4 separate regions of the Mus musculus genome follow, and all the other regions are linked to region 3. The links are chromatin contacts, called in public HiChIP or PLAC-seq and promoter capture Hi-C maps. All regions are on one chromosome and are shown on one strand. The core of a region is the stretch at or near the end of the contact, and the rest is flanking DNA. Distances in the headings are between cores, read along the strand shown. Region 1 holds the start of Swi5 (SWI5 recombination repair homolog (yeast)). Region 2 holds the start of Uck1 (uridine-cytidine kinase 1). Region 3 holds the start of Miga2 (mitoguardin 2). Region 4 holds the start of Pomt1 (protein-O-mannosyltransferase 1).

Region 1 (4,961 bases), core at 2,209-4,708, 1.9 Mb before region 3:
ATGACCTCTTAATGGCAGAAGAAATGGCATGGCTAAAAAGGTAGTAATTGGGTTGGGAATGTAGCTCAGTGGAATACTTGGCTAGCATTCAAGAGGCCCTAAATTCCATTCCAGCAACATACACACATGCCCATACACATACACACAGAGGCAAACACGGAATCTAAACTCAAATCTTCTGATGCCCTGCTCTGGGGTTTGCAGCTCCCAAAGGGAAAAATCTAAAGGTAGAGACCAGAGAGTAAACATTTAGTTGGCAGGAATTGGCTGGGTGTGCTGTCACCTATCTATAATCCCAACTCCTGGGAGAGGCAGGAGGCATGAGAGGGGAGCCAGCCTGGGCTCCCCAGTGATCCCCAGACTCCAAAGACAACAGGCAAACACATGAACTACTAGACAAGAACTATGTATCCTGGACCTTAAACCCCACTCCTCTTTTCAGACATTTTCTCTTGCTAGCATGGTGGTGCTCCCCTTTAATCCTAGCCCTCAAAGCAGAGGCGGAGGGATATCTATGATGAGATAAGACTAGCCTGGTCTACATAGCAAGTTCCAGGCCAAGCAACTATATAACAGAAGACCGTCTTTATTCTTATTTATTTTTAAGTATATTTTATGTGCATGAGTGTTTTGCCCGTGTGTGTGTGTGTGTGTGTATGTGCACGCGCGCGTACTACATGTATACCTGGTGCACACAGAGTTCAGAAGAGCATGAACCCTTGGAACCGGAATCACAGATGATTGTGAACCGTCATGTCTGTGCTGGGAATAATTCTCAAAGACCATATCCTTATAACATATGTGTGTGTGTGTGTGTGTATGTGTGTGTGTGCCTGAACACATGCATGTTATGACATATACAGGATTGTCAGAGGAAACATATATGTATGCACACTGTGAGAAAGGATACATAGCTATGTCATGGTGCATGCAACAATGTCGGAGGACAGCCTCAGTGTTGCTTCCTCTTTCCCACTCTCAGACAAGTCTCTCATTACCACACACACCAGGCTAGATGGCCCCTCAGCTTCTAAAAATTCTGTCTCCACCATTCATCTAGCCAGACATCTAAGCTTACAGATTCATGCTGCCATGTCTGGTTTTATATAGAATCTAGGAAATCCAAACCCAGGTCCCCTTGCTTGTGTGGAAATACTCTACCCATGAGCCATCGCACTGTCAAAAGCCAAAGTACTCTCAATGCAACTTCACGTCAATGAGGGTTTTGGTTTGGTTTTTGGTTTTTCGAGACAGGGTTTCTCTGTGTAGCCCTGGCTGTCCTGGAACTCACTCTGTAGACCAGACTGGCCTCGAACTCAGAAATCCACCTGCCTCTGCCTCCCGAGTGCTGGGATTAAAGGCGTGCACCACCACTGCCCAGTACATCAATGGTTTCTTTGTTGTTGTTGCAGTGCTGGGGACTGAACCTGGAGCATTATGCATGAGAGCCCAGCATTCTAATACTGAGTCATATATATACAGCTTCCCTTCAAAAAAGAAAACAAACAAACCAGGATTGCTGGGTTTGGTGGCCTACACCTTTCACCCAGTACTAGGCAGGTAGAGAAAGGCATATCTGAGTTCAGGGCCAGCCAGGAATACACAGACCTTGTCTCAAAAACAAACACAAAATCTAATTTAATTTTTAAAAAGATTGTATGTATATGAGGGTAGTTGTTTGTTTTTGCTTACATGTATGTCTGTACATCATGTACATGCAGTAACCTAATTGGCCAGAAGAGGGCATAATATACAACATCTAGCCAGGGAGTTAGCTGAGATAGTTGTTAGCTGACTTGTGGGTGAAGGGAGCTATACCCAGGTCCTCTGCAAGAGCAACAAGTGCTTTTACCTGCTGAACCTCTCTCCAGCCCCAATATTGGGTATGCCATATACCAAGCTGGTCTCAAATTCCATATATAGACAAAAATAACCTTGAAGGCCTGATCCTTCTGCCTCTACCTCCAGTCTTGGAAATTAGAGGCATGCATTGCTCTGCCCAGCTAATGCCATTGCAGGATCCAAGCCAGAGCCTCATACATGGTAGGCCACCACTCTTGCAAACTACGCTGAGTACTGAACAGGCCCTTGTATATACTAAACAAACACCCTAACAACTCAGCTCCACTCCTAACTCCACTGGGGCCGTTTTAGCAACACATACTAAAGGTACACCGCAGTACTTCCTAAACCTGCTTCCTAAGTTTACAACATGACAGAAGGGCAGAAACCGTGAAGCCACGGCTTTAGTGAACATGGGAACAGAAAGGGCACAGCCCTTGTCATCGCAGAGAGAAGTCTCTACAAATCTATGAAAATGCCAAACCAGACTTTTATGGTTTTTTTCTCTCAAAAGAAGCATGGGAAAGTGATGTTTCCCGTGAGATGCCTCACCCGCATCCCGTGCTTCTCACCACCCCAGTTGGAAAAGACATTCTGGCTGAATTTTAAGTTAAGTTCAGTTCCCCAAGACACTGATCAACACTATAACATGCGTTTTGCTCCAGAGAGATTACAGTCTCTCTAGAGAGCAGACAACCAAATCCAAACCAAACCAATCCATGTCAGCAAGGGGTGCTGACAGTGTTGTGCTCACACTAATGCTAAGTTAAGGGAATGCGGGCGCCTACAGCGTCTCCGCACTAGATTCCACACTTGGGCTCCCTTCCAGGTGGAAATGGGTTCTCCACCAGAGAAACGGGAAAAGGGGCAACAACATTAGGTGAGCAGGTGGAGCAATCCAAACCAGACTCGGAGTAGTAATGACAGTTTCGAGGGGGGACTGTGACGTAACTACATTCCACTCCATACTACCAACGCCCGAGTCGCCTACAGGGCCAGGACCGAGGACCTTGGAGACAGGTGCCCTGGGAGGTCTGGATTGGAGCGTCCGGAGCCGGGGGCTAAGAGACCCTGTGTCACTGACCAAAGTCACCTAGGGGCGACTGAGAGGGCGGGGGCTGGGTTGCTGAGGGGGCGGGGCTGGCTGAGAAGACTTCACTGGGGGAGCCCAGGGCGCTGAGGGGTTCTTCTACCCGTGTGTCTCGGGAAAGACTCGGACTCTGGTCATGGGTCCTGCCGTTGGAGGAGCTCGGGTGGGGTCAAGGGGCCGCGACCCGGAGCGCTTTACCTTTTTCTTGGCCGCAGCCAATTTGCTCTGCCTGGTTTCTTCCGACATCCCGGGGCGGGGAGGGGGGAAGCGGGGGGGCCACATCACCACGATCCCGGCAGCCACCGCGAAACTGCTTCCGGAAGCTACGGCTTCTCTACAAGGGCCAGAGAAGGCGGGTGCAGAGCGCCCCTTGGACGCTCGGAAACCCAGCGTGACCTACCTTCTCCAAGCCCATTGGCTGATGAGAACGATGAACGACAGGGAGGCGTGGCCACGCGGTCGCGAGGCCTGAGCGACGGGTGGAGTTAACGACGAGAGCTGCGCGCGCAGCCATGACCCCTCACAGCGGCCTATGGGAAGCAGGGGCGGAACCGCTTTAACTTGGTGCGTGCGCAGCCTGACGTGGGGCGGTTGGTGGTCTCCGTCGTCGGTTTCTAGTTCCCTGAAGCAGCCGTTTAACCCCAACCCTGGACCCTTCCGAGTTTAAGCCCACCCCACTCCGGGTGCCCCGGACCTTAGGGTTCAGGAGGTGGGTGAGGAGCGCGCCGCGCTTCGTTTTCCAGCCCTTGCCCGACCCCTCACGCCTCCTCACCAGGCCTCTCCGTAACCCGTTCTCCACACTTTCCCCTTCCCACGATGCGCACCCCGACCCCAAAGACCCCCACCCCATCCCAGTAGCTGGGTCCCGACCCAACCTCTTGCAGCTGCGGCTCCCGCGCCCCCTCGGTAACCCCATCCTCATCAGCCTTTTTCTCGGGTTCCTCCCCAGGGGTGAGTCAGAATTCAGCCGACTTTACCATGGCGGCTACCGATCACCGGTGAGTATATCAGCCCCACCCCTCTGCATCCCAGCACCCGCCGGTCGCCTCCAAGCTTAGCCCTTTCCTAATTCCACTCCTTCTCTTTCCTTTCTCAGACATGGGTTCCTCCCCTCCCAGTCCTACCTGCCCGATGCCTACGCTTCTCCAACCGCTCTTGCTCGTTGCTTTGTCCCCTCACCCAGCCTGCCACCAGTCCCTGCATGGTTCCCCAGTCAAGAAATATGTGCATCTTTATGCTGACCACTCCCAATGCCACCCCCAAAACTCAAAGTTATTCATTTCTCATCCTCAAAAGATGAATTTTTAAAGTACTCTTTTAGATGATTCGCTTCTTTTTAGTAATTTCTTTTTTTTTTATACCCCTTCCCTTTGAGACAGTTGTCAATACCAAAGATTAGAGGAGAAAGACCCAAATCATAGTGGCCAACTCAAAGCAAACAGTTGGTTAAAGCAAACATTTTAATTCGTGTAAACGGGTCCCTAAGGCGGAGCTCGAAAAGTCAGCCTCGGATTGAGGACGACAAGGCTTTTTAGAGTTCAGGGGTAGGGGGTTTCTAAATGGGGACTTGGTGGGGTTACAGAGGCAGAACATAAGCATACCCGTTAGTCCAAATGACCTCCTCAAAGACATGATTGCAAGATGGGCAGAACAAGGTCTTCCTTTTGAAACAAAGGTGGGGTTGCAAGATGGTTATAAACAACTTTTTGGAACAAAGACAAGACTGCCATCCCTGTAACAGGCCATGCAGAACCATTTGAAGTTAAGGTTTTAGGTGGGGCATAGCCCAATTCCTTGAGAAGCAGGTTTAATCATAAAGAGGATTGAGTGTATTTTGTACTTAATAAGATGGCTTTTAAGCCTCAGATGGAGGCAGGCTGGTCCCAGACTCAGGCTGTATTCAAGGATGCCCTTTTGTGGTCCCACACTAGTTTAATACTCTTCATCCTCCTGCCTTAGCAACTCAAAATGCTAGAGAGCCAGGATAAATTATGGGGACTCGGAGAAAAAAGAGCACAGTAAGCAAAGC
Region 2 (5,232 bases), core at 798-3,297, 1.9 Mb before region 3:
GCAGCCAGTCTACTACTGGCTTCCTTTGGTTGAAGGTGTAGAACTCTCAGCTCCTCCTGCAATATTCCTGCTTGATGCTGCTATGCTCCTGCCTTGATGATAATGTACTGAACCTCTGAACCTGTAAGCCTGGTTAAATGTTGTCCTTATAAGAGTTGCCATGAGCCAGATGTGGTGGTGCACGCCTTTAATCCCAGCACTCAGGAGGCAGAGGCAGGCGGATTTCTGAGTTCGAAGCCAGCCTGGTCTACAAAGTGAGTTCCAGGACAGCCAGGGCTATACAGAGAAACCCTGTCTCGAAATAAAATAAAATAAAATAAAATAAAATAGAAGAGTTTTCATGGTGTTTTTTTACAGCAGTAAAACCCAAAGACAATGTCTCTATGAAGGTGTTTCTGGTAAAGTTTAACCAAGACAAAAAGAAGGCCAGCCCTGGATGGCCCACCATCTAACGGGCTGAGATCCTGGACTGAATCCCGAGGGAAAGCTGAGTTCTAACATCCATGCCTAGAGAGGCTCGAGGGACAGCTAGGTGGCATCTGGGTGGCATGGCTGTTCCTTGCAGTCCTGAGTCTCATGTTCATCGCCTGACTCTCACAAGCCTGTCTGAAGCTGTTCCTTCAAAACGAGCAATCCTTTTCTCTCAGTCTTTCCTTCCAGGCTCCCACTCTGGCCCAGGCCATCTAGAGACTTATGATAGAAAAGTCTGGTACAAATTAAAACAGGCCTGGATGAGGCTGGGTCTTTCAGGAGCTCTGGCCACTCCATGGTTGTCTTAAGGCCTCAACCAAGTGCTTCAAGTCTGTGCTGACATAAAAGCAGTTGGGCTGGTGGACTGGCAGCACCTCTGCTCGAGGCAGGCAGCAAGACTGGAGAGTCCAGCAGCGTCCAGGTAAGTGCTCCACCCCATTTCTCAACCCCCTAAGTATTCATAGCAAATGAACGTCAGGAGCAATCAATGCTCACAGGAAGAATTGAAGACCAGGCATGATGGCGCACGCCTTTATTCTTAGTACTCAGGAGGCAGAAGCAGGAGGTCTCTCACTGTGAGTTCAGAGCCATTCGTATCTCCTTTGCAAGTTCTAGGCCAGCTTGGGCTACGCAATGAGACATTTGTCATAAAGAAAGCAAAACAACAACAACAACAACAACAGAATTTAAAAGCCAGGTTGTTGGAGTTGGAGTGAGAGTTGGAGTGACTGCTCTTCCAGAAGCCTAGTTTCAATTCCCAGTACCTACTGGTAGCTTTTAACTGTTAGAAAGTTCACTACCAGAGGGAACCGACTCCCTCTTCTGGTCGCTGTGGGAACTCCAAGCATGTGGTACAAAAACACGGGCACGTAAAACAGCCATACATATAAAGTAAAGTGGAAAAAAAAAAAAGTGTACTGCTCTTGCATAGGACCAGAGTTCAGTTCCCAGCATTTAAAATGGGCAGCTCACAACTGCCTGTAACTACAGCCTTATGGGGATCTGACACTCCCCAGGCACTTCAGTCATGTGCACAGACCCATAACACACACACAAGCACATATAAATAAAATTATTATAAATATTTCCTTTTTTTAAAAAGCCAGGCATGGTGGTACATGCTTGTTACTCCCACCCTCAGAAGGCTGAGGCAGGAGAATGTTTGGGGCCAGCCTGGGCTTCAGAGTACCAGACAGCAAGGGCTATGCGGTAAGAATCTGTCTAAAAATCAAGAGATTTTAACAGATTCATAGATACTTAAATAATGCGCCAGGGAGAGGGAGGTCTTCCTAAGTGTCTCAGGATGACACGTTCTCACGTGGCAGGAGGCACTGATGGGGTTAAGCATAAGGCAGGGACGGTCCTAACCCTGTGGGTGACAGGATCTCGGCTGTGCTAGGGAAATAGGGGTCAGTGGGCTGGAGACCTTGGTCTAGTCCAGCACTTGAGTGTGCGTCTCGTCGGGAGGTGGAGCCCCATCCAGGCCCCGCCTCCAGGTAAAGGGGTCATTCTGGAGTCACTGAGGCTCTTCAGGGACACGGCCTTGAGTGCCGCGCCTCATGCGCGCATGCGCTCATGTCCCCGGAAGCGATGCGCACAGCATCCGTCACTACGTCCAGGCGGGAGCGGGCAGAGTCGGTGAATGTATGTCCGTCGCTCCGGATATGGCTTCGGCGGGAGGCGGCGGCTCGGAGAGCGCCGCGCCCGAGGCCGATCGTCCCCAGCCGCGGCCGTTCCTCATCGGCGTGAGCGGCGGCACCGCTAGTGGCAAGGTGAGCGCCCTGCGCCTGGGCCTCGCGGAGGGATTGCCAGGCCGCTGGTTGGGGCGCCATTGCCTCTGGCCCAACCGCGGCACCTGTTGCTAGCAGCTAAGGGGGTCGTCCCCAGGGGCTGGCGGGTCACTCAGTGCACAAGCTCACTTTTGGCACCTTCTGTCCCCAGTCAACAGTGTGTGAGAAGATCATGGAGCTGCTGGGACAGAACGAAGTGGACCGCCGGCAGCGCAAGTTGGTCATCCTGAGCCAGGACTGCTTCTACAAGGTTCTGACGGCCGAGCAGAAGGCCAAGGCTTTGAAGGGACAGTACAATTTTGACCACCCAGGTACCTGGAGAATGTCTGCCTGGAGAGCTGGGGGTAGAGGATAAACTGCTGTGAGATATGGGCTCTACAGAGATTGCAGACTGCCAGACAGATACAGAGATGTGTATGGATGCAGACTGCTGGACCAGGGCTGTAGGAGATGTTTGTTGGATGCAGACTGCCACCGAGGCTGTCCAGGGATGTGTACATAGGATGCAAAGTGCCAGACTGAGGCTGTCCAGAGAGAACTGCTGGACACCAACTGCCAAGGGGGGCGGGGATTGAATGCAGCAGCAATGGGGCTCCGTGAAACATTACCCTCATTTCCCTTGGTAGTGGGCCCACAGAAAGGTAGGGTTTGCTGAATTCCATGAGCCTGGAGTGACTCAAGATTTTTGCTAGAGCCACTTAGGAAGGAGGAGCCAGGAGATGTTGAGGATCGCTTCTTGATGTGTTGAAATCTCTGCCTGGCACCTTGTTGCTGAGGAGCCCTTTGTACACCCTACCTACCGCCTGCCTGACCTTTGGATTCCCCAAGCTGTCTCGGGGCAGTCAGTCTTCAGGGAGGCCAGTTGTAGAAACAGAGGTTAATCTGGGGCTCAGGCCTTGGAGCTTCCTGGCCTGGTAGGGGCCTGTGTTCCTGAAGGTTTAAGCTTTCCTAGGGACTCCTGAAGGTCAGAGAATAGGACTCTTAACTTTGTTTTGCCAGATACAGAGGAGCAGAGGCTCAAATGATCTCTTTCCCCCAGTGTCAGCCAATCAGAAAGTCTTTGTTCCAGTTTCTGGTGGGACAACCTTACCCTTCATCCTGGGGTGTGCTGTGGGGTCCTCAGCACCCCTGGCTCCCAGCTGCGCTGCCCTTGGGCAGAGGTGGTCCTCCTCCTCTGCTGCACCAGAGCAAATGGGCAGTTTGGGCTTCTCCTGTTTTTGTAGATGCTTTTGATAATGATCTGATGCACAAGACCCTGAAAAACATTGTTGAAGGCAAAACTGTCGAGGTCCCTACCTATGATTTTGTGACCCACTCAAGGTAAGCAGGTGGTTCCTGGGAGGGCTGTCACACCCAGTCCCGTGGTGGGTCCCATCGCAGTCTGTTTCCATGGACTGTCCTCTACTCAGGCCCCTTGTTACTAATGTGAGCGGGCCATCAAGCAGGGCCTAGCCTGGTCTCTCCCTGGCAGGTTACCAGAGACCACTGTGGTCTACCCAGCTGATGTGGTTCTGTTCGAGGGCATCTTGGTATTCTACACCCAGGAGATCCGGGACATGTTCCACCTGCGCCTCTTTGTGGACACAGACTCTGATGTTAGGCTGTCTCGAAGAGGTAAGGGCCTCTGGGTCCCTGGCTGGGGTTGGGGTTTTCCAGGAGTCCCAAGGAGGATGGCATATGATGGTGCCTTGTTCCTGTTGCTGCAGTTCTCCGGGATGTGCAACGAGGAAGGGACCTGGAGCAGATCCTGACTCAGTACACCGCCTTTGTGAAACCAGCCTTTGAGGAGTTCTGCCTGCCGGTATTGCCTTTATGCATTCAAACTCAAAATTGGGGGTCAGCTCTGTCCACCTGGGAGCTGTCTGCACTGTTTGCCAGTGTGTCTCAGGCTAGACCCTGGGGTGACTGCATGGCTCTCAGCTCTGTCCGCCTGGGAGCTATCTGCACTGTTGGCCTATGTGTCTCAGGCTAGACCCCGGTGTGCCCGTATGAGCTGTTCTCTTCCAAGTCTGGCCTGTGTGTCTTGCTCACTCCCCTGTGAACTAGGAAAACGGGACCCAAATCCCTGTGCTGCCGCTGAAAGAGCTGCCTTCCGGGTGCTGGGACTAAAGTGCACACCATTGCCAGGCAGTGGTGGCGCACACGTCTAACCCCAGCACTCAGGAGGCAGAGGCAGGTGGATCTCCGAGTTCTAGGTCAGCCTGGTCTACAGAGTGAGTTCCAGGACAGCCAGGGCTGTTAAATAGAGAAACCCGTCTTGAACTGCCCCCACGCACCTAAAGTGTGCTAACCTATTTTTTTCTTTAATACTTATGCTCTCTGAAGTTTCTGCAGAGTGCAATGTGTGAAGTCCAGGCTGTTGCAGTCTCTTACTTGTAGGCCTTTTGCTGAGTAGATGATGAAAGGCAGCGAAACCCCAGCCCTGCACCTGAGCGTGAGCTGAGCAGGGACAACTGGCTCCTCTGTCCTTCTTCCTGTGGTACCACTGACACCCCCAGTTTCCTGACTCAGCTCTTCCCATCCTGCAAGCCGCTCCAAAGCATTTCCCAGGCTGGTGGGAAGGGGAGTGGGTTTCAGTCCCTCTTCACCCCACCTGGTGATCCTGCCACAGTGGGTACCAGCTCAGGTTTGCTCTTCTCACCTTTCATGGAAAGAGTCTCTACTGCCTTCAGCAATTTGTCTGCCACAGGGGACAGGCCTCCTTGACCCAAACCCACAGCATCAGGACCCACCCTGGGTCCACAGTATACCCTCACCTTCTCTGGGCTTTGTCTGGTTCAACCAGGTTCTCTCAGCAGCCTTTCTCTCTGCTTGTCTCAGTTGTGTGTGCTGCAGTGTCACTGGCCTAAAAAACTAAATCCTGAGAGCATGCAGGTGCCAAGTGCCATGCATGCCTCCATGCAGGCCCATGCATGGCACAGCTCTTGCCCTGTCAGGCTCACTCCTACAGGACATTTGCAACTTTAGTCCC
Region 3 (4,964 bases), core at 1,873-4,372:
TGAGCATGTCCACGAAGAATGAACTACGTTAGTAAAGGTGAGAAGACCCATCCACAGTAGGTGGCACCATTCCCTAGGCTAGGGCCATGTACTGTGTAAAAGCATACACACATTCTTTGCTCTCTGCCTCTTAACTGAATGTAACATGGACAGCTGTCATGAGATCCTGTCATTGTGACTTTCTCACAATGATGGACTATCACCTGGGACTGTGAGGCAAAACAAAGCATTCCTCCCCTAAATTGCTTTTGCTGGGGTGTTTTATCACAGCAACAGAAATGAAACCAGAAGCCAGGCATGGTGGCTCACACCTTTAATACCAGCACTCGGGAGGCAGAGGCAGGCGGATTTCTGAGTGTGAGGCCAGCCTGGTCTACAGAGTGAGTTCCAGGACAGCCAGGGCTATACAGAGAAACCCTGTCTCGAAAAACCAAAAAAGTTGGCTCAGCAAGTTAAAAACATTAGCTATCCTTCTAGAAGGCCCAGATTCAATTCCCAGCACCCAAATGCTAGCTCACAACTGTCACAACTCCAGCTGAAGGGGACCTGATGCCCTCTGCCCTCTTCTGACCTGTGAAGGCACCAGGCACTCATGGTGCACAGACATATACACATGCAAAACGCTCATCTATGGGATGTTTTGTTTGTTTGTTTGTTTGTTTTGTTTTTTACAGAAAGGTGCACATGTCAGCACACAGAGATATAAACAAGAGAGGCCCCAGAGGTTGGGCACTTCAGGCTTGTGATTCCAGCTGAGGCAGGAGGATCAAAAGCTCAAAGAATGACTGGGCAACTTGGGCAGACCCTGTCTCAAAATTTTTTAAAGCACTTGTCTAGCGTGAAGCAGTGGGGGAAAAAAATAGTGCCTCCAGTGGCTGAATGAACAGCAGGCGTGCATCAGGAACACCAGGCCCCAGCCCTCTGCCCCCACAGGCAGGCAAGCAGCCAGATACCCCACAGACACCTCTATAAGCCCGGCAGCAGAGGGAGACATGCGTGGCATGTTGGCATAGAAAGAACCCTGAGACCGGGAGATAAATAGGTCATCCCCTAACTCAGGGCCTTCTGCACTTTCTCAGTCTTTCTAAAAACACTGGCCATCTTCTAAATAAAGATCTCAGGCTGCAGACTGACATCCTTTTCAGAGCCAGGAATGCTTCACTTCCTGTGGCCTAAATATTTGTGCTGATCTTGTTGTGGTGGTGGGGGTTTTGTTGTTTGTTTTGTTTTGACTTATATTTATTTTTGAGACAGAGTCATATACTGTAGCACAGGCTGGATCTGAATTCTAGATACTTCTCTTACTTTTTGTCCCCCAAGTGTTGTGTTTCCTGCTATGAACCAACTGAGTCATGACAGCTATATGGGCAGATGTTTCTCCCTGACTCTCCCCACCTTCTCATGAAGAAACTGAGTTTTGTCCAACCTAAGCCAGGAGTCCAAAATAACTCATCGGTTGCTAAGTGGTGAAGAGAGGGTATGTCAAGGTCTACTGGACTCTGGGTTCTGCTTAACACAGCAGGAACAGGCAGTGCACCCCAGCAGAGACACAGAGAGAAAAGATAGCCCAAGACCCACTAAGACCCAAAGCCAGATGAGATGTTTGATCACATATTCTGAGACCCCAAGACCCTGCAGCAGGGGTCTTGTTCAAGTTCAAGGATGCTTTCTGAGATCTTCAGAGGAAGGAACACCATAGGCCAGGACAGACCCTGTCTCTCTGGGATGATGACCAAAAGTCACTAGGCCAGCACAAGACATGAACAAGGAACAGATTATCCTTGGTGAGTGGGGGAAGGCATACAGCCCTATCAGGCTGGCCCTAGGGCTGTGGGGGGAGGGGAGAGGGCAAGAGGGCTGGCAGGCAGAGTGAGGTTCAAGGGCTAAAGAAATTGCCACACTGTCAAGGGCAGGGTACATTTTTGCCTAGAGGTTAAGTGGGCTATGATGTGCCTCCAGCCTGGCAGGGCACTGAGTGAGAGACAAGGACATCAAATAGCAGGAGATATACTTCTCAGAGCATTTCAACAAGCCAGCGCACTAGCTCTCTGTGAGGCCTCAGTGGAGTCCTTCTCAGAGCACGCAAGGATAGGAATACTGAGGCTTTGAGAGATGAGGACCGAGGCTGGGCCGAGCACCCTAGCCATTGCCTGCTGCTTGCTTGTATCAAACCTGAGGGCCTTGAACGTCTGGGAAGGCCACCTGGTATTAGAGGTGAGCCTATTCTAGGATCCAGGCAGGAGGAGAGAGGGAAGGGGAGGCCTGGCATCTGTTTGCAGGTGAGTCCAGTTAGCCTTGTCTGTGCCCAAGAGGAAGGAAGGGTCCAAGCTCATCATCATATCCTACCTGTCTCTCTATTCTAATGCTGGCCACCAATCCTGCTCCACATTCTTGAGCAGGTAGGTTATCTGCTCCTCCACCCTGGCACCTTAGGCCTGATATCCCGGCTTTCCAATCCAGGCCCTCCTCTTTTGTGCAAGCCAACCCTACTAATTGGCCTGAGCATTCTCTCGTCCCACTTTGACCTGGCTGTGTTATCAGAACCAGGCAGTACTACAGCTCACTCTGCCTCATGTCCTGTTTGTCCCACCCCTGCACATCTCTGTGGGATCCCACGCAGCCGGGCATTGGGCAACCCCACAGTGAACATCAACAATATTCCAAGCTTCAGTATCTGCTCCTTGCGGAGCCTGGGCAGGGACCTTCCTGCTTTGGCCCCGACCTCCCTAGGACATCCTTGACCGCTGTCCACATACAGCGCTGCCCACAGCCGGCACACCTGGGGGGGGAGGTGCCCGCGACCATACTTTTAGATGCTCGCAGCGTTCCAGGCCCGGGAGTCTCCTCTCTGACCCAGCTCCTTTCTCGTTCCACCCACGGAGCCACGCATCCTCTCGAGCCGCCTGGTCCAGGGGATCCACTCATCCCACCTTGGACACCTTCGCGGGCTGGCTGGATCGCAGACCCCGGCGTGGGCCGGGTTCCATGCTCCGCAAGCCTCGCTTCTAGCCCTGCTGATCTGGTCGCCCGCGCAGTGGCCGTCACTCACCAGGGATCCCATCGCTGGGGAAGGGCAGCGTCTCCTTTCCAGGCGGCAATACAACCAAACCACGCCGCTGGATGGGGAAGGCGTGGCCTCGGGCCGGCCAACACAGCTCTGACCAATGAGCGTCTCCATATCGCTCCGCATCGGCGAGGCCCTTGGCCAATGGGGTGAGCTACGTGATCACGCAGACTCCGCCTCCCTCGCTTTTCGCACCGCCCCCTAAGTGTGGTTGCAGTGTGGAATGTCCTCTTCTCTCCTCCGATTGGTCACTAGGATTAGACAGACACACGGACACTAAAAAGGCGGTGGAGTTAGTGGACACCTGGGGCTTTCTGGGAAGCAGCTGCTTAGAGAGTCTCTGCCACACGCTGGTCCTCAGCGTTGTTGTCACTGGGATGTCACACCTGATTACCAAACTCCTGCGCTACACATACTCTCACACCAACAGGCACACACGCATGCACGCACACGCACATCTACAACCCTTATTTATGCATGGTTTGGTTTGGTTTCTTGGTTTTGGATTTTTTTTTTTTTTTTTTTTTTTTTTTTTTTTTTTTGAGACAGGGTTCCTAAAGGATCTATGCTTTGGAGACTAGCAGGTTTTGTATGTTTGTTTTTTAGTTTGGTTTGGTTTGGGGTTTTGGTTGGTTGGGTTGGTTTTTGGTTTTTTTTGTTTTGTTTTGTTATTTTCTGAGGCGATTTTTTTTTTGTGTAGCCCAGGCTGTCCTGGAACTCCTGCCCTCTGTTGGGATTAAAGCCAGGTGTCACCACCGCACTGCCCGCTGATCTTGAATTCTTGATCCTCCTGCCTCCAATCGCCTGAAGTGCTGGAATTATTGGGGTTTTTTTTGTTTGTTTGGTTGGTTGGTTTGGTTTTTTGGGTTTCTCTCTCTCTCTCTCTCTCTCTCTCTCTCTCTCTTTCTTTCTTTCTTTTTCGAGACAGGGTTTCTCTGTGTAGCCCTGGCTGTCCTGGAACTCACTTTGTTGACCAGACTGGCCTCGAACTCAGAAATCTGCCTGCCTCTGCCTCCCAAGAGCTGGGATTAAAGGCGTGCACCACCACTGCCCGGCGAAGTGTTGGAATTATATACAAGCATGTGAAACTCTGCCCAGCTACATCCAAATTCTAAATTAGTAAATAATTATTATTTGAATATCAGGGGAAAAAAATAAAGGCCAAAGTGAACTTTTTTGGTAAAAGGTGCAAGTAGTGCCTATATAGGCCAGAAGAGGGCGACCTCTGATCGCCTGGAACTGGAGTTACAACTGAGAGGAATTCTGTGGGTGCTGGGAATTGAACCCTAGTTCTCTGCAAGAACAATACACTGGGCTTACCAATTGAGCCATCTCTCCAGCCTCCAGTTACTGATCCTTTTCAGCCAGTGTGAGTTACTGAATAAAGACATGCAATTATAAATGGCTTTAACAGGACAGAGCTGGATGCTGTCTGAATGGTCACTATGGCCAGCTACAGACAGATCCTGGTAAGTACAGAGTAAAGAGGAACAATTTCGCATACAAGACTGTGAACACAGACACTTGGGGCTTGTGAGTTACCAGTGTGTAGTTACAGAGCCTGTTAATGTTAGGTCAGTGGTAGGAGACTGGCAGTCTCCTGAAGTTTTTTGTTTTGTTTTGTTTTATTTTCAAACTCCACATATCTGGGCCCCGCCTGCTCTTAGGACAACACCCAGATGCCTGAACAAACACCCAGATGGCTCAGGTTCACCCCTGCACAGACAGATGACAAAGCAAAGGGACCAGCTGAGGAACAGCTCTGGGTGAAAAGATGAGGTTTTCACTTAATATTATTTTTTTAAAGATTTTTTTATTATTATTATATCTAAGTACACTGTAGCTGTCTTCAGACACACCAGAAGAGGGCGTCAGATCTCATTAAGGATGGTCGTGAGGC
Region 4 (5,561 bases), core at 2,969-5,468, 1.9 Mb before region 3:
CTTTAACCAGATGGTCCCTTGAACATAAATACCCAGCTGTATCCTGGCTCAGCGTAGTAAAAGGTTAAGTGCTGGGTGGGGGATGGGCATCCTGTCTCTATTCTTTCATATGTAGATTCATAAGGAGAGTTAAAATCCTTACCTGCTCCAATTCGGTTCCACAGAAAGTTACCATCGAATCCCCCTAACCAACCTAAAACAAAACATTTGGAACATGGGCCAAACAAGGTGAGAAAACAAATCATGATTTGCGCCCTTGAAAAATTTTATTTGATAAGCTTATATTGCAGGGCCTCCAAGGCCCTGACTGTTTCTCTTACCCACCTCCTAAGGCCAGTAGCATGTGGCCAAATGGTGGCCCACTGTCATCCAGAAAGAAGATGCGCTTCATGTAGAAGGAAATGTACTGCCCATAATATACTTCATCGAAACTATAAACAAACACAAAACCCGCCTTTATATCCAACTAGAAAACTGAACTGTTATTTAAGCTTTTTTTTTTTTTTTAAAAGATTTATTTATTGATTATATGTAAGTACACTGTAGCTGTCTTCAGACACTCCAGAAGAGGGAGTCAGATCTTGTTACGGATGGTTGTGAGCCACCATGTGGTTGCTGGGATTTGAACTCCTGACCTTCGGAAGAGCAGTCGGGTGCTCTTACCCACTGAGCCATCTCACCAGCCCCCTATTTAAGCTTTTAAAAATATTTATTTTTTGTGTATGGGTATTTTCCCTGTATGGCTATGCATCACATGTGTGTAGTGTCCACCGAGGGCAGAAGAGAGGGTCAGGTCCTCTGGGACTAGAGTTGGTGGCAGTTGTGAGACTCAAGTAGATGCTGGGAACTGACCCAGGTCCTTTGTAAGAGCTGCCAGTACTGAGTCTCCAACCCTCGAGAAGTCTTAACTGTAAACACAGACAGGAAAATAAAACCTCGTTTCCAGCTGACTTCAGGTAAGTGAAGCGTGAGGGTCGGATCCTTTGTTCCAACTGTATTCTGTCCCCAAACACAAAGACACACACAGCATCATTTAACCCACAGGAACATGGTGGGAAATTTACCAAGCCCAGTGAGCATGCATGTCTTGTAGAGAGCCTATTTCTTTCTCTAGTCTTTTTCTCCCCTGCATGGATGTGTATGTGATATACAGGCAGTTATGTGTAGGCATGCTCGTGTATGAAAGTGTGTGCACATACGTGCAGGCCCTTGGCCACTCTCCATTTTATCTACCGAGACACTCATCAGTCTGAGGCTTGTCATTTGGCTAGTCTGCCTAGCTAGCTTGCTCCAGAGAGTCCCTGCCTAGCTGGCAGCATGCTGGGATTACAGATGGAACACACTGCCCACATGGCATGTGAGGGAGTCTGAACTCTGGTCCTCACACTTGTATAACAAGTGCTTTACCCAGCTGAGCCACTTCCCCAGCCTCCCCACAGCTTTTGACTTAGGTATGTGTAGGTCAACCTCCTGACCAGGAGCCTTGAGGCTAATCCCATCTCATACTCTCACTGGCCACCAGCACCTTTCTACAGCTGTGGACTGGAGCAGAACTGAAGATCTAATTGAAAGGGAGTCAAATGCGGAAGGAAGAATGACACAGAAGCTTCTTCAGATAATGAAAGACATTAGGTCTTAAGTGTGATAACGCTACCGTGGTTATGTGTTCTTTGTTTTCAAGAATCCTCATCTTGCCAAGCAGTAGTGGCACACGCCTTTAATCCCAGCACTTTGGAGGCAAAGGCAGGCAGATTTCTGAATTTGAGGCCAGCGTGGTCTACAGAGTGAGTTCCAGGACAGCCAGGGCTATGCAGAGAAACCCTGTCTCGAAAAACCAAAAGCCAACCAACCAAACAACCCCCAACCTCCCCCACAAAAAAGAATCCTCATCTTGGAGCTGGAGAGATGGTTAAGGCATGTGCTGATTGTAAACGGAGGACCTGTGTTCAGATCCCAGAACTCAGGCAGATCTCAAAGACCTGGATTTTGAGCTCCAGAGGATCTGTCATCTTCTTCTGAGTCTGAAGGCACATGTGCACATGCACAGATGGACAGACAGACACACGTATACTCTTAAATAATCCTCATCTTTCAGACGTATATAGTGAATTAGTCATACATATGTCTAGAATCTTCTTCAAATTAATCTCTAAGGGGGCTGCTGAGGTCATCAGTCTACCCATGTATATATCTGACCCCTATAACAAAGTAGGAGAGGGCTAGCGAGATGGCTCAGCGGGTAAGAGCATTGTCTGCTCTTCCAAAGGTCCTGAGTTCAAATCCCAGCAACCACATGGTGGCTCACAACCATCTGTAATGAGATCTGATGACCTCTTCTGGTGCATCTGAAGACAGCTACTGTGTACTTATATATAATAATAAATAAATCTAAAAAAAAAAACTTAAAGTATTTAAAAAAAAAACAAAGTAGAAGAGAATGCCTGTATTAGCTAATATACATACCCTCTCAATAACAACAGCATAGTTCCCCTTACGAACAAATTCATCAAACCGACACCTTTCAACTGGCTAAGGAAAAGTGAGGCTGGAAACTGACAGACCAAAACTTTCTTACTATAGTCCTATAAGGTAAGCCCTAAAATGTATGTATTCTAGTGGTTGTTCTGGGGGACAAATGGGCCATACCCACACTGCTTGCGATGACTATTTCTGGTTGTCACCTTGACTACATTTGGAATGATCTACAATCCAGAAGTTAAGTGTACATCTATGAGAGATCTTTTGCTTAAAATGGATGGATCCACTTCTCGTCTGGACCTTTAAGGCAGGAAGGAACACTAGTTTAATCCAGATTTTGAGGTGGGAAGACACACCTTTAATTTGCACCACACCTGCTGAAAATCTATTTAAAGACACAGAAGTAGGAAGTTTTCCTCTGAGCCTGCTTGCCCTCGCCTTGCTAGCAAGACCATTCCTTCCTTGGCACTAGAGCCCACTTCTTTGGGAAGCCAGAGTATACTGAAGACCAGCTGAGACACCCAGCCATGTGGACTGAGCAGAAAACTACTGGAGTCCTGGACTTTTCCATTCACAGTCAGCGATTGTTGGATTAGCTGGACTGCAGCCAGTAAGTCGTCATTCCAATAAATCATATGTATATATGTATACTATATTATATTTATTTACATATACACACATGCAAACATAGTGTTCTTCTTAAGTTGTTACTCTAGAGAACCCTGAGCAATACACTGCTAAAACATCCATCACCAAGAGATCCAAGAAACCCAGAATGTCTCTCTTTTGCACTGTACGGCAAGGTGATTCCTGTCACTAATTACAATGACTCTTGGATCATTGACTCTCCTCCCCGATCTCTACTTACACCACAGCCCGAGGGTAGGAGAGTTGCCATAGTCGGGTAAGTAGTCCCAGGCCAGTCAGAGCTACCAAGTTCAAATTGATGTCAACAGTCACCACTAGAGGCCGTTTCAAAAATCTTAACATTTTGCAGAAAAGCCAGCTCGGGAGGACTCCCTGGAAAAGAGGGAAAGAACTACCATTAAAGTAAACGGACAGCAGCCCGGGAAGGCACAAACGAGGCCACAGGGTCCTAAAGCCGCCTGGCGTCACGATGAATTTACAGCATAGCGGGTTGGGTTAATAGAACCAGAAGGACTCTTCCAGAACATACCTGTTGGAGAATTACAGTTGTGTTCAAGCACAGGGTATACATAAAAACATCTGAGGGGTGAATTCAGGAATCTCAGAACTGGATACTCATTTCTACAAGTCATTCCAAAAACACCTGCTGGGCACTTGCTAGGAACAAGGCTGCTAATGAATGAAGTGGCCTCTCCTGTCCCTTCCCAATGTGGTTGAAAACTAAGACCCTGAGGAGCTCTGGGCACTGTCATAGCCCAGTGACCTGGATGGACTTTTCCCTCTTCTGGAGGCATTCCTCTCCTCCTAGAGTTGCTTGTGCCCCGAGCCCGTTCTTTCTCTACAGTTCTTCCCACTCTGGCTTTTACAAGAGGCCGCCCTGGAAACGACTTGCTCAGCCAGGATCCGAACATCCACCGTCCCTAGCGCGCCGCCCCTAAGCCGGATCCCAGACCCCAGGAGGGCTCTCAAATCTGGCACTCCAAAACCTACGAGCGTTTCTTCGAGTCCCGTAGAGTGGCTCCCCATGTGGAGCCAGGCCTGCGAACCGCCAGGCAGGATCGACCGTTGGGGGCGAGGCCGCTCGATTACTCTGCAGCGGCCACGGATCGACGCTCAACTAGTTGTGTCTACGCGGCCGACAGACTCTGAGACGCGCGTGCGCAGCCGGAGCGCGAGGTAGTGGCGCGCATGCGCGGCGTGCTCACCGGCCATCAAAGTTGGGCATACTGACTGTCCTATCCTTAGGGCTCCCTTTCCCCTTTTTAATAAAGCACAGTGTGTTTCCACAAGCTGTTCACGTGCTCGGAGCTCTCCGTTTCGGGCCTCGCGTCTACTTTAGCGGTTTCGTTAAGCAGCGCGTTAGCTTACGGGCAGGAGTAAGAGCTTTGAAGCCTCGGGTGCGTTGTACCTCCTGGAGCTGTGTGAGTGGTGGATCGCTTTTTCTCAACTCTTCCCACACTGGAATGCCTACAAGCTGTCTGTCCCTCCTCCTCCCCAAGGTCTCAGGCTCGCTATGTAGAGGATGATGGCTTTGAACTACTGCCTTTGCTTCCCCAGCGCAGGTATTACAATCATGCCTTTTTAGGTGGGTGGGTATTACAATCACGCTCAGATGGCAAGCCAAGCCCGAACCGACTCCAGATGTTTTGCCAAAATTCAGTTTTTACAAGTTAGCTTAGCATTGGGTGACATCCGGTTTAAGATTGTAGCAATGGGGCTGGGCGATCGCTCAGTGGTTAGGAGCACTGGATGCTCTTAAAGAGGTCCTTAGGGATTTTCTTCTTCTTCTTCTTCTTTTTTTTTTTCGAGACAGGGTTTCTCTGTATAGCCCTGGCTGTCCTGGAACTCACGCTGTAGAGCAGGCGGATTTCTGAGTTCGAGGCCAGCCTGGTCTACAGATATACAGAGAAACCCTGTCTCGAAAACAAAACAAACAAAAACAAAAAAAGAGGTCCTTGATTCCATTTCCAGCATCCACATGACAGCTCAGAATCATCTGGAACCGCAATTCCAGAGAATCTGGCACCAGGCAGTCAAGTTACCACAGATACATATAAAATACATTAGTCAAGAGTGCACGGAATTGTTTGTTCATCGTTTAAGCATAGTCTACCCAAGTTCCTGCAAAGAAAGGGCGCCAGAAGATTGGAGAGCGAGCTCTTTGGGTTCCAAGTTTAGTCTGATCATGTAAGTCATGCTGGTGCTTCAGGACAGCTCGTGGGCACTCAGCTTCAGGAGGAAATTGTGTTGCTTGCTGGAAACCTGAGGTATGTATGTGGCTTTAAAAGCTAGTGGATGCTACTACCCAGACCCTTGCCTGTTCTGTAGCAAGAGGCTTATGCCTGGGGGACTGGGATTTCTCATGCACTGCCTTTGGCACTTTGTTTTTTTTTTTGTAATGCTGGCTGGCCTACAACTGTATGCTCACCAGTGAC

What was found. Promoter capture Hi-C pulls out the DNA fragments that hold promoters and counts their contacts. HiChIP or PLAC-seq counts read pairs in DNA pulled down with a chosen protein or histone mark. Capture Hi-C pulls out chosen DNA fragments and counts their contacts.
Region 1: a contact with region 3 is called in a promoter capture Hi-C map of liver, with 6 times the contacts expected there. The contact joins the promoter of Swi5 here to the promoter of Miga2 in region 3. A contact is called at or near these places in 3 of 39 promoter capture datasets (hippocampal neurons and liver) and 1 of 9 other capture datasets (adipose tissue).
Region 2: a contact with region 3 is called in a promoter capture Hi-C map of liver, with 3 times the contacts expected there. The contact joins the promoter of Uck1 here to the promoter of Miga2 in region 3. A contact is called at or near these places in 1 of 39 promoter capture datasets (liver), 1 of 115 datasets of contacts at active chromatin or transcription factors (astrocytes) and 2 of 9 other capture datasets (adipose tissue and liver).
Region 4: an H3K4me3 HiChIP or PLAC-seq map of embryonic forebrain shows a contact between it and region 3, with 6 times the contacts expected there. The contact joins the promoter of Pomt1 here to the promoter of Miga2 in region 3. A contact is called at or near these places in 1 of 39 promoter capture datasets (hippocampal neurons) and 4 of 115 datasets of contacts at active chromatin or transcription factors (embryonic forebrain, embryonic hindbrain, embryonic midbrain and 1 more).

The regions. Positions count from the first base shown.
Region 1 is chr2:32,286,566-32,291,526 of GRCm38.p6, reverse strand. It overlaps Swi5 (SWI5 recombination repair homolog (yeast)), which reads left to right and starts at 3,458. Exons shown (of 5, transcript NM_175190.5): 1 at 3,458-3,641; 2 at 3,882-3,930. It overlaps Golga2 (golgi autoantigen, golgin subfamily a, 2), which reads right to left and starts at 3,201. Exons shown (of 26, transcript NM_001080968.2): 1 at 3,131-3,201. The coding sequence starts at 3,178.
Region 2 is chr2:32,256,920-32,262,151 of GRCm38.p6, reverse strand. It overlaps Uck1 (uridine-cytidine kinase 1), which reads left to right and starts at 2,047. Exons shown (of 7, transcript NM_011675.2): 1 at 2,047-2,243; 2 at 2,413-2,572; 3 at 3,485-3,581; 4 at 3,733-3,875; 5 at 3,968-4,062. The coding sequence starts at 2,118.
Region 3 is chr2:30,362,391-30,367,354 of GRCm38.p6, reverse strand. Miga2 (mitoguardin 2) reads right to left here and starts at 3,122. Exons shown (of 16, transcript NM_001242407.1): 1 at 3,050-3,122.
Region 4 is chr2:32,235,297-32,240,857 of GRCm38.p6, reverse strand. Pomt1 (protein-O-mannosyltransferase 1) reads right to left here and starts at 4,218. Exons shown (of 20, transcript NM_145145.2): 1 at 4,117-4,218; 2 at 3,347-3,498; 3 at 325-431; 4 at 143-193. The coding sequence starts at 4,152.